2 separate regions of the Macaca mulatta genome follow, and region 1 is linked to region 2. A link is a contact called in public Hi-C data. All regions are on one chromosome and are shown on one strand. Each heading gives the region's core, a stretch centred on a gene start, on an enhancer-like site or on the middle of the called end of the contact. The rest is flanking DNA. Distances are from core to core; before and after follow the strand shown. Region 1 holds the start of LOC144339466. Region 2 holds the start of SSR3 (signal sequence receptor subunit 3).

Region 1 (4,421 bases), core at 1,536-4,035, 120 kb before region 2:
TTTTTCTTAAAACAAGTCTTCAATGGAGTGATCTTCTCAGAGAGTCTCATTTGGCATGAAAAGTTATCAGGAGGAGAGGGAGGCTGCACTACACAGTCTGGCTCAGGTTCGGTGGTTTCCATTTCCATGATGTGGATTAGTTCCAACTGCTCCTCAGAGTCTAAAAATTCTACGAGGAAAGGAAGGAAGATGATCATTTACAAACTGACAGCAACTGGATTTCATTCATTCACTAAAATGTTTTGTTTTTGTCCTAATTCCCTGAAACCATTCCTCTTATACTATATTTAGTTTTTACAGGTCAATGTTAAATTTTATTGAGAAATTAAGGATCCAAAGCACCCAAGGCTATCCAAAAGCACCCAGCAGGTAAAAGTAGAAGAGTCTTTCAATAGGCCATTGGCATGCATTTGTGGGCTGAATACACAAGAGTTTGAAATTCTGCCAGGTTATGAATTTTTACTATAAGGCTAGAGTGGGGTGGGAAATGGGAGGTAGAAATAACTGTGTCTAGATGATGACAGCAGGGAAACCACACTTCCCCTCAGCTTTGCGGTTCTCTTCATAGTTGTTGATGTATCACCTATCTCATGAGTTGACAAAAAGTTTAAAAGTCCATCAAATGAAAGATAAACTTCAAACTTAAACAGTGAGTGAATTTAAGGGTATAAGAATATACACAAGAAACAGGGGCTCTCAACTGAAATACTATATGGGAGAAAGCCAGGAGTTTGTTAAGCATTTCTATATTCAGAAAGCTCTAATATACTATCCAAGAATGTTGAGTCTACTTTTGCAACCCCCAAAAACATTACCATTACTGATGGAATATAAGGGTGTGTTTAGTAACGAAGCCCCATCAGCAACAACCACTGCACACTGTGTCAGAAGACAAGCACAACTTGGTAACACAGAAAAAGCCTCCTAGTTCTCGTCCTTAGAAAAGTTACATATATACATTTTTAAAGGGCAAATGAAGGCATATTATAGAAAAACAAAACAACAATATAAAACACGCACCAAATTTCAGATTCCTAATCAATTACTGAAAGAGACAAAAAAAGTCCTTTCTTCCAAGAATCAGACCCCTTGAAAAAAACTGAAATTTGAAAACATTTACTGAGATTGTGCCAGGTGAGAAAGGAATGGTGATGAGCAATTAATCCTCTTCTCTCTTGTCCAATAAACTGAAAGAGATCTGTGACGCAAGGTCCCATGACTTAATCAAATATGCATCCTAGGTGCCCAGTAAAGTGCCTAGCTACCACAATGCACACAGCTGGTGTTCCACATATATTTTGTCGGCTGAATTACTTAAGAAAAGCACCTATCAAATGCTTAGTTCTTTGGTGTTTGTGGGTCAACAACGAAAGATAAAACTGAGTGTCCCCAAAAGTGAATATTAAAAATCTAATTGGAGAGAGTCATAAATCTATGTGTAAGAAGTCCATCACATTCATAAAAGTAAAATACAAAGCACAGTTTATAACAAAGTGTTAAATGTACATAAGTACAAAAGGAAAAGGCAGAAAAAGGAGAGTTCACTGTGAGCTGGCATTGTTAGGGAAAGCTTCACGAAGAAGAAGGGATCTGACATGAGACATAAATCAACTGGAAAGCAGCCAAGCCAGGCGTTATTATTCATCATTTGGTGCTACTGCCTCAAGGCACAATTGGCACAGACTGTGGTATTCCCTCTCCACCATACCAAACCGGACTGCGCTTTCCCCACGCGCACACACTCTAACCACTCCTATCAAACCCAATCAAGGTAAAAGAGACACGAAATCGATTTTATTTATATGTGTGTCTGCAAGTACACACGCAAGCGCGCGCGCAACTTTTCCTATTATTGCCCTTCATCAAACTCGGAAACAAAACTGGGAGGAAGCAGCAGAGAACTGGAGGAGTGGCTGGAGGTGGAAAGCCACTAGAACCTAGTTCCTCAATTAGTTTTCATAACAGAAAAATAAAGATGCGAAGGACACATCCTCTGGTCTCCAGCGGCAGGCGACACACCGCGACACCCCGCGACACCCCTCACCTCGTGACGCCGGGGTTCTCCAGCACTCCCGGCCGAATGCACTTTCCGAAGAAACCGCCGCTCCAAAGCCTGCCCGCCCGCCGCCGCGCGACACCCCGGCGCCGAGCCCGGGTCCGAGCGACGCCTCCTGCCGGCCGCGGCGGTTTGCTCAGCTCCTGGTCCCGGGCCGCGCCAACTCCGCGCAGCGCCGCTGAGGCGCCGCCCGGCTCTGCAATTCCGGGTGTTCCCGGGCGTCCCCGCCCCCGCCTTCCCCTCAGCAGGCGCCTGGGCGCCCCCCAACCCCTGTCCAGCCTCCTTCGGACCAACGACCCGCCCCGGCCTCCCTACATCCGAGAGGCCACTCGCAGCGCCTTCTGCCTTTAATTCTTTTTTATCCCCTCAGCCCACCTCCCGAAGAGCGTCCAGCGGGTCTTGGGGGCTCGCAGAACTGAGCCGCGAAGCGCCGGGGAAACGCGGCTGGCGCTTCCCGCGGCGGCGGGGAGGAAGACGAAGACTTGCGCGCTCTCAAAGTTAACGTGAAAACAGCTTCCAAACTTCTGGGCTGCAGCCCGAAACGCGGGGTAGCCGGAAGACTCCCGCAGCCGCCGTGCCCTCCCCCGGCTCTGGGAAGGGCTCCTCGGCGCCTCAGAGCACCCGGGGTCGGCCCGCGGGGGAGGCCGCATAGACGCGCCCCCACCCTGACCAACGGGGAAGGGGCAGGCGCCGGCGACCCCAACTAAATCCTTCGGCGCCTCGGTCTGATGTATACACCTGCCAGAAGCTCTAAGTGCCTAAGAAGTGTAACCAATTCCATCTTGATGCTGACGGGACCCGAGTGAATTCGGTACAAAGGGCAGTCTCAAAATCAATCACCCGATCCGCGAGAGCCCGGCACACTCCCGGCGCGGGGCCGGAGCCGCGAGGCCGGCGCTCGCACTCCCCGCTAGGGTCCCTCAGCCCCTCAGTGCCCTCCCGGAGCCCTTTACCTGAAAGGGACCCTGAGAGAACGGACGACAGGAGCCGAGTCGAAAGCAGTGTCCGCGCCGGAGGTCAGCGCCGAAGGCGGGAGCCGGCGTCTACGGACCACAGAGCGGCGACGCGGCCAGCCGCGCACGGGCCATTCCGCCGCCGCGAACGCAGAAAGCCTCGATCGCGCTCCGAGTCCAGCCAGCTCGCCTGTCACCTCGATCTCTGCTTTAAGTGGCTTCCGGTCGCCTCCTCCCGACGGCCCGTCGCGGAGGCGGAGCCTGGGCGGCCGGAGCGCGGTGGGGTGGGGTGAGGAGGCCGGGCGCTCAGTGGGTGCCGAGAAGAAGACCCGCCCCCTGCGCGCGCGTGCGCGTTCGTTCGAGGGGAGGCGCGCGGGTTGTGTGCCGTGTACTTGTGTTCCCGCGAGGGGGCGTGTCCTTTCTCGCGCCGGCGGTGTCCCCGCGGGTCCGCGTCTCCACGCGGCTGTGAGAAAGGAAGGCGTGTGCCGCGTGGGACGGGCTCCACCTGCCTGCGGACAGATGGTGGGTCACTTTGTTCCGAGGAGACCCAGGCACCCGAGGGAGGATGTGAAACGGAACGACCCGTTTCGGTGCGGTTGGCTTTGTTTATTTGCCTCCTCCCCAGACGCCTCCAGCCCCTGATGTCGACGCACCCTGTGAGGAAGCAAACGGCTGCCTCCGCCACTGCCACCAGACGAGGTCGCCTGCCCCGCGCCGGACAGGCCGGACGGGCTGCGCACCTGCGGCGGCCGACTGTTTCGTGGGCCTTGTACGCCACCTTGCAGAAGGGGAACCTAGCTCTGAGGTTTTGATGATAGAAGCTCATTTACTTGTGTTTTAAAGCCCACAAACGCCGTAGTGACTAATTTATTCATTCAGCAAATGTCTCTCAGAGCGTCTATTACGTACCAATCATGTAGCCTGGACTTCATGCCTGTCCTCATGGAGCTTGCAGAGCACCTCTGAAATACACAGCACATACAGAATGGCCATATTTTCTGGGCTGTAAAATACTTTAAAGTGTAACTCCATATATTGAGTAGATTTTCAGTAGTGAAGGAAGAAACAATACATTTAGTTCATATAATCCGTATGTATGAAAAAACGAAAGTGCTGGTAATTCCAGACATGGAAGTCAGTAAAACCTAGGAGCTAAAAGGTAATAATCATAGACATTATGATTCTAAGCCTTTATTAAACTGTTCTAAACCAGACTGGGTAAGCACACCAGCAATGAATAGATTAAGGGTGTTATCTCCTCAGCAGCTTATTTCAAATTGCATCAAGGCAGGGCCATTAAACTAAGGTGAGAATGATATGGGCGGAATTCAGAGGATAATAGGTAAAAGATGAAAAACTTTACATTTAAAATCTTACTGAGACAGATCTTGGTCTGTGTCTACTCATACACA
Region 2 (4,399 bases), core at 924-3,423:
CCATTACCAAAAATGTTATATCATAAGTATTATTCCCTATCATATTTCTCTAATTTACCCCCCATGAAAGTAATTTAAAACTCCTATTTTAGATTATCTTCTGTTTATAGTTATCTGTAGCTTTAAAAAATGTATTAATTTTTTTCTATTAGTTCTTTTATTATATCAATTGTAACATTTATATCCACTCAACATTTCAAACTTTTATCTTTCCTATTTTAGTTGTTAAAATATTTTTCTCAGGCATAATTCTTTTTAATCTCATAATTATTGTTTCTTCTTTTCTTCTTTTAAAAGAAAGATGATTGTTGTCTCTTTGGATCTTTTAGTTTTGTGAGTTTTTTTTTTTTTTTTTTTTTTTGATGGAGTCTTGCTCTGTTGCCAGGCTGGAGTCGGAGTATAGCGGTGCGATCTTGGCTCACTGCAACCTCCGTCTCCCGGGTTCAAGTGATTCTCCTGCCTCAGCCTCCTGAGTACCTGGGGACTACAGGTGTGTACCACCATGACAGGCTAATTTTCGTATTTTTAGTAGAGACGAGGTTTCACCATGTTGGCCAGGATGGTCTCGATCTCTTGACCTTGTGATCCATCCACCTTGGTCGCCCAAAGTGCTGGAATTACAGGCATGAGCCACTGTGCCCAGCCTCTGATTTTTATCTTTTATCTTCTTTTTATATCCTTTGTTTGTTTATAAATAGGCAAAAGAAAATCTAGTTATAGAGACAGATCCAAAAAGTTTTATTTATGAATTGGTCACAGATGGAGAAGGAAAAAAATAATTAGTGTTGAAACCCACCATTTTAACCAGAGCAAATGGGTTTAAAAGAATGCAACTGAGATAGGAAAAACTGGGGGAGGAGTATGTTGTAAGAGAAAAATAATACTTTCTTTTTCTATCACTACCATGTAATAAGGAGCATTTTTAACATCAAAAAAGACATAAACCCAGATATTTTAAAATGAATACTTTTGATTTTCTGAAAAATTCAATAGATGGTCTGTTTTCTTTTTCATTTTGTGGTGAATTAATGAAAATTTCTGGCATTAAGGAATACTTGCAGTAGATAATGGAAGGATTTATATTTCAGGAAAACTCACTCTGGTACCTGTATAGAGAATAGATTGGAAAATATTGAAGACAAAAGCTCAATTAGGACTAGTAATAGGAAGCTGTGGAGGTAGATTACAATTTGAATACTGTGAGGAAGAAAGGTATCTACAAAACTGTTGATAAGGAGGCTGGAGGTTGAGGAAGTTGTGCCTAATGCACTGGCGTGTTCTCAGTAATGAAAAGCAGCATTTGCTGGGAGTGATGTGGTGGAATTTTTTTTTTTTTTTTGAATAAAAGATAATGTGTTGAGTTAAAAATGGAATCCAGCTGTTTTAATAGGCATACTTAAATCTTTCTGAGCTTCAGAGAAGGAGTCCTGCCTAGCCAACCTGTTCTTAGTATTATGTTTTATTTAGCATGGCTTTGGAAGCCACAAAACTCTATACGTTTATTTGAAATAAAATAGTAAGTAACTTGTAAGTGTATCAGACATATATTAAATATTACCTTCATCAGTAAGATCATGAGTTTCTCAAAAACAAGAGTCCCATTTTCTTCCTACAGAGGTGGCCTACTGTTTAGTGAAAAGAGCCCACACCTTGGAGAGCCACACCGCAGATCTACCACCCTCAGGCTCTTCATCTTCAGTGGCGGTAATGACGCGCACGTCATAAGATTCTTCAAGGTATTTGGTGAAATAAAGGATGTGTAAAGGAGAAGGGATTTTACATGAGTTAGCTATACCTTTCTCTTCTTTCTCCTTCAATGTACTCAGTCCTGGGTACGTACAGAGGGCACTAATGGCGTGGGGCCAGAAGAGCTTTTAATTTTGGAATTCTGAAGAACTGAGAACTCATGACCCTGTCATCAGCTCTGAAGTGGAATATAAATAAAGTTTTGTCAATTTTTTTTTAAAGCACCCACTAAACTACAAATCCCTTCTCTCTCCTCGAGGTGGACGGGTCACGTGGCTTTCCAGGAATCCGGAAGTCTGGTCCGCTCGCCCAATCACGCCCGGAATCCTAGCTAGCGGCGCCAGGTTGGCCATTCCTGGGGAAGCTTGCTCTCCGCCAAGCCGGGTCCCGCCTCCGCGCGCCGCGCTGACGGGTCGTTAGCGGATACGGCGGCCGCAGGGGCGGAGTCAGGGGCCTTTGCCCGCCTTGGCGGCCGGCTCTACCTTCCAAGTTCTCGCCTCCTGCTCCGCCATGGCTCCCAAAGGCAGCTCCAAACAGCAGTCCGAGGAGGACCTGCTCCTGCAGGATTTCAGCCGCAATCTCTCGGCCAAGTCCTCCGCGCTCTTCTTCGGGAACGCGTTCATCGTGTCCGCCATCCCCATCTGTGAGTGCTGGGAGCGAGGCTGGTTTGGGAGGCCGCGGGCGGGTCGGGCTGGGCGGGGACGTGGCAGGACCCAGCGAGCAGGCCAGGCGCGGGTGCCGGCCGGGGGTCTGCGATCTCTCCAGGTCCCCTGAGCTCGGGGAGGCACAGAGCCTCTTCTTTTGGCACGGCGTTGTCGCCTGGGATTCTCCTGTTAAAGCACTCCGGGAGGTCACTTGTTAAAAGTACGCACGTTCCCGAGCTCTACCCCCGGAGAAGGTGGTTAACTAGTTCTGGGGTGGCGGCCCCGAATCTGTATTTAAACACACTCAAGCATACTGCCTGCTGCTCTTTTCCATACAACTGTTGCTTGCCGTTACGAAATTTTAAACTTACGTTATTACTTATTTTGTATAAATTAATTAGGTGAGAGACCCATGAAGTAACCCACTGAATTAGAAGTGCATCTTTACGTGAGCTACTTTACACCACTGCATAATTTTCCTGGTTTTTGCAGAAAGAGAGAAATTGAAGTGCCAGGGGTTGGGGATCTACCTTGTTTAGACTTTTTAAATAATCCCACTGTACCAATTCTAGAATTCTCACTGGGTTGGGAAAGTGCAGACTTGCACAATGTTGTTTTTAGTAGAGCTCAAGGTTCCAGAACTCTTGTCTTTTGCTGCACTGTTGTTGGGGCATTTAAAACCAAATGTATTTTTCTCTTTTGTCCTTATACAACCCAGCGTGCAATAAACGTGATGTGAAGCCATATTATGGCTCACTCATTTGACAGCACTGCTTGGATTTCTGATAACAGCCACGTCAGCAAGGAAACTATGGTTTGGGACTGCACGTGGCATTTTGGAATGGCCTGTATTTAGCATGCTAGTACCCTGATGAATGAAATTCGAAGTCTGACTTGTGATTACGTTGAGCCAGAGTTTGTTCTCATTTTAGAAGCAGAAATCTCATCTGAACTAGTAATAGGAAGGTGATGTTTTTCAAATGTTCTGAACTGGAAGGCTTGAGACTATACTGTTAACTGGTTATCTCACTTCTGAAGATCCTCAGATACTGTATTGATTGCATAACTAATAACCTGGTATTTTACCAGGCTTAGCTTTAAATAATTTCGCAGGCTTTTGTTATGGGGTTGTAATGTTTTGTTTCTTTTTGTACTTTCCCCCTTTTATTTTAATTCAGGGTTATACTGGAGAATATGGCATATGGATCTTATTCAGTCTGCTGTTTTGTATAGTGTGATGACCCTAGTAAGCACATATTTGGTAGCCTTTGCATACAAGAATGTGAAATTTGTTCTCAAGCACAAGTAAGTATGTTTTTCAAGTGAAAGTACGTACTACGTGTTGTATTTTTATGTCTTCTTAGAGATCGTTTGTGTGTGTTGGTTTTAATAAGCATTAATTTGAGATATCTATGTATTAATATATATATTTTGGGGGAAAGGAACATTGATGCTAGGAAGAATTATTAACTAACTGAAGTGGAGACAATCATTCTGACATGGCTACAGAAGATTTTGAGGGTGGAATTAGAACACCTAAGCCCAAGCCTTAATAGGAGGTTCATCGGAGAAACAAACCCACCAAGTAAATTAACATTTCAAAAGCTAAATGTAATTCTTTATGGAGAGAATTGTTCTGGGCTCTTCACGTATTGTTTTTGGAAGTTAAAGAAATGATCTTTTTGTCATTATTATTATTATTATTATTATTATTATTATTTTTGAGACTGCATCTCGCTGTGTCGCCCAGGCTGGAGTGCAGTGGCCGGATCTCAGCTCACTGCAAGCTCTGCCTCCCGGGTTTACGCCATTCTCCTGCCTCAGCCTCCCGAGTAGCTGGGACTACAGCCGCCACCTCGCCCGGCTAGTTTTTGTATTTTTTAGTAGAGACGGGGTTTCACCATGTTAGCCAAGGATGGTCTCGATCTCCTGACCTAGTGATTCCCCCGTCTCAGCCTCCCAAAGTGCTGCATTATTATTTTTTGAGATAAGGTCTAGCTCTGTTGCCC

The links. Hi-C and Micro-C count contacts between places; a contact is called where the count stands out from the background.
Region 1: a Hi-C map of fetal cortex germinal zone shows a contact between it and region 2, with 2.6 times the contacts expected there. The contact joins the promoter of LOC144339466 here to the promoter of SSR3 in region 2. A contact is called at or near these places in 4 of 14 Hi-C or Micro-C datasets (fetal cortex germinal zone, fetal cortical plate, fibroblasts and 1 more).

The regions. Positions count from the first base shown.
Region 1 is chr2:59,859,067-59,863,487 of T2T-MMU8v2.0, reverse strand. LOC144339466 reads left to right here and starts at 2,785. Exons shown (of 4, transcript XM_077994099.1): 1 at 2,785-2,823; 2 at 2,971-3,531; 3 at 3,635-3,814. The coding sequence starts at 2,785. TIPARP (TCDD inducible poly(ADP-ribose) polymerase) reads right to left here and starts at 3,216. Exons shown (of 6, transcript XM_015131864.3): 1 at 3,010-3,216; 2 at 1-169. The coding sequence starts at 128.
Region 2 is chr2:59,736,505-59,740,903 of T2T-MMU8v2.0, reverse strand. It overlaps SSR3 (signal sequence receptor subunit 3), which reads left to right and starts at 2,173. Exons shown (of 5, transcript NM_001266544.1): 1 at 2,173-2,389; 2 at 3,569-3,695. The coding sequence starts at 2,257.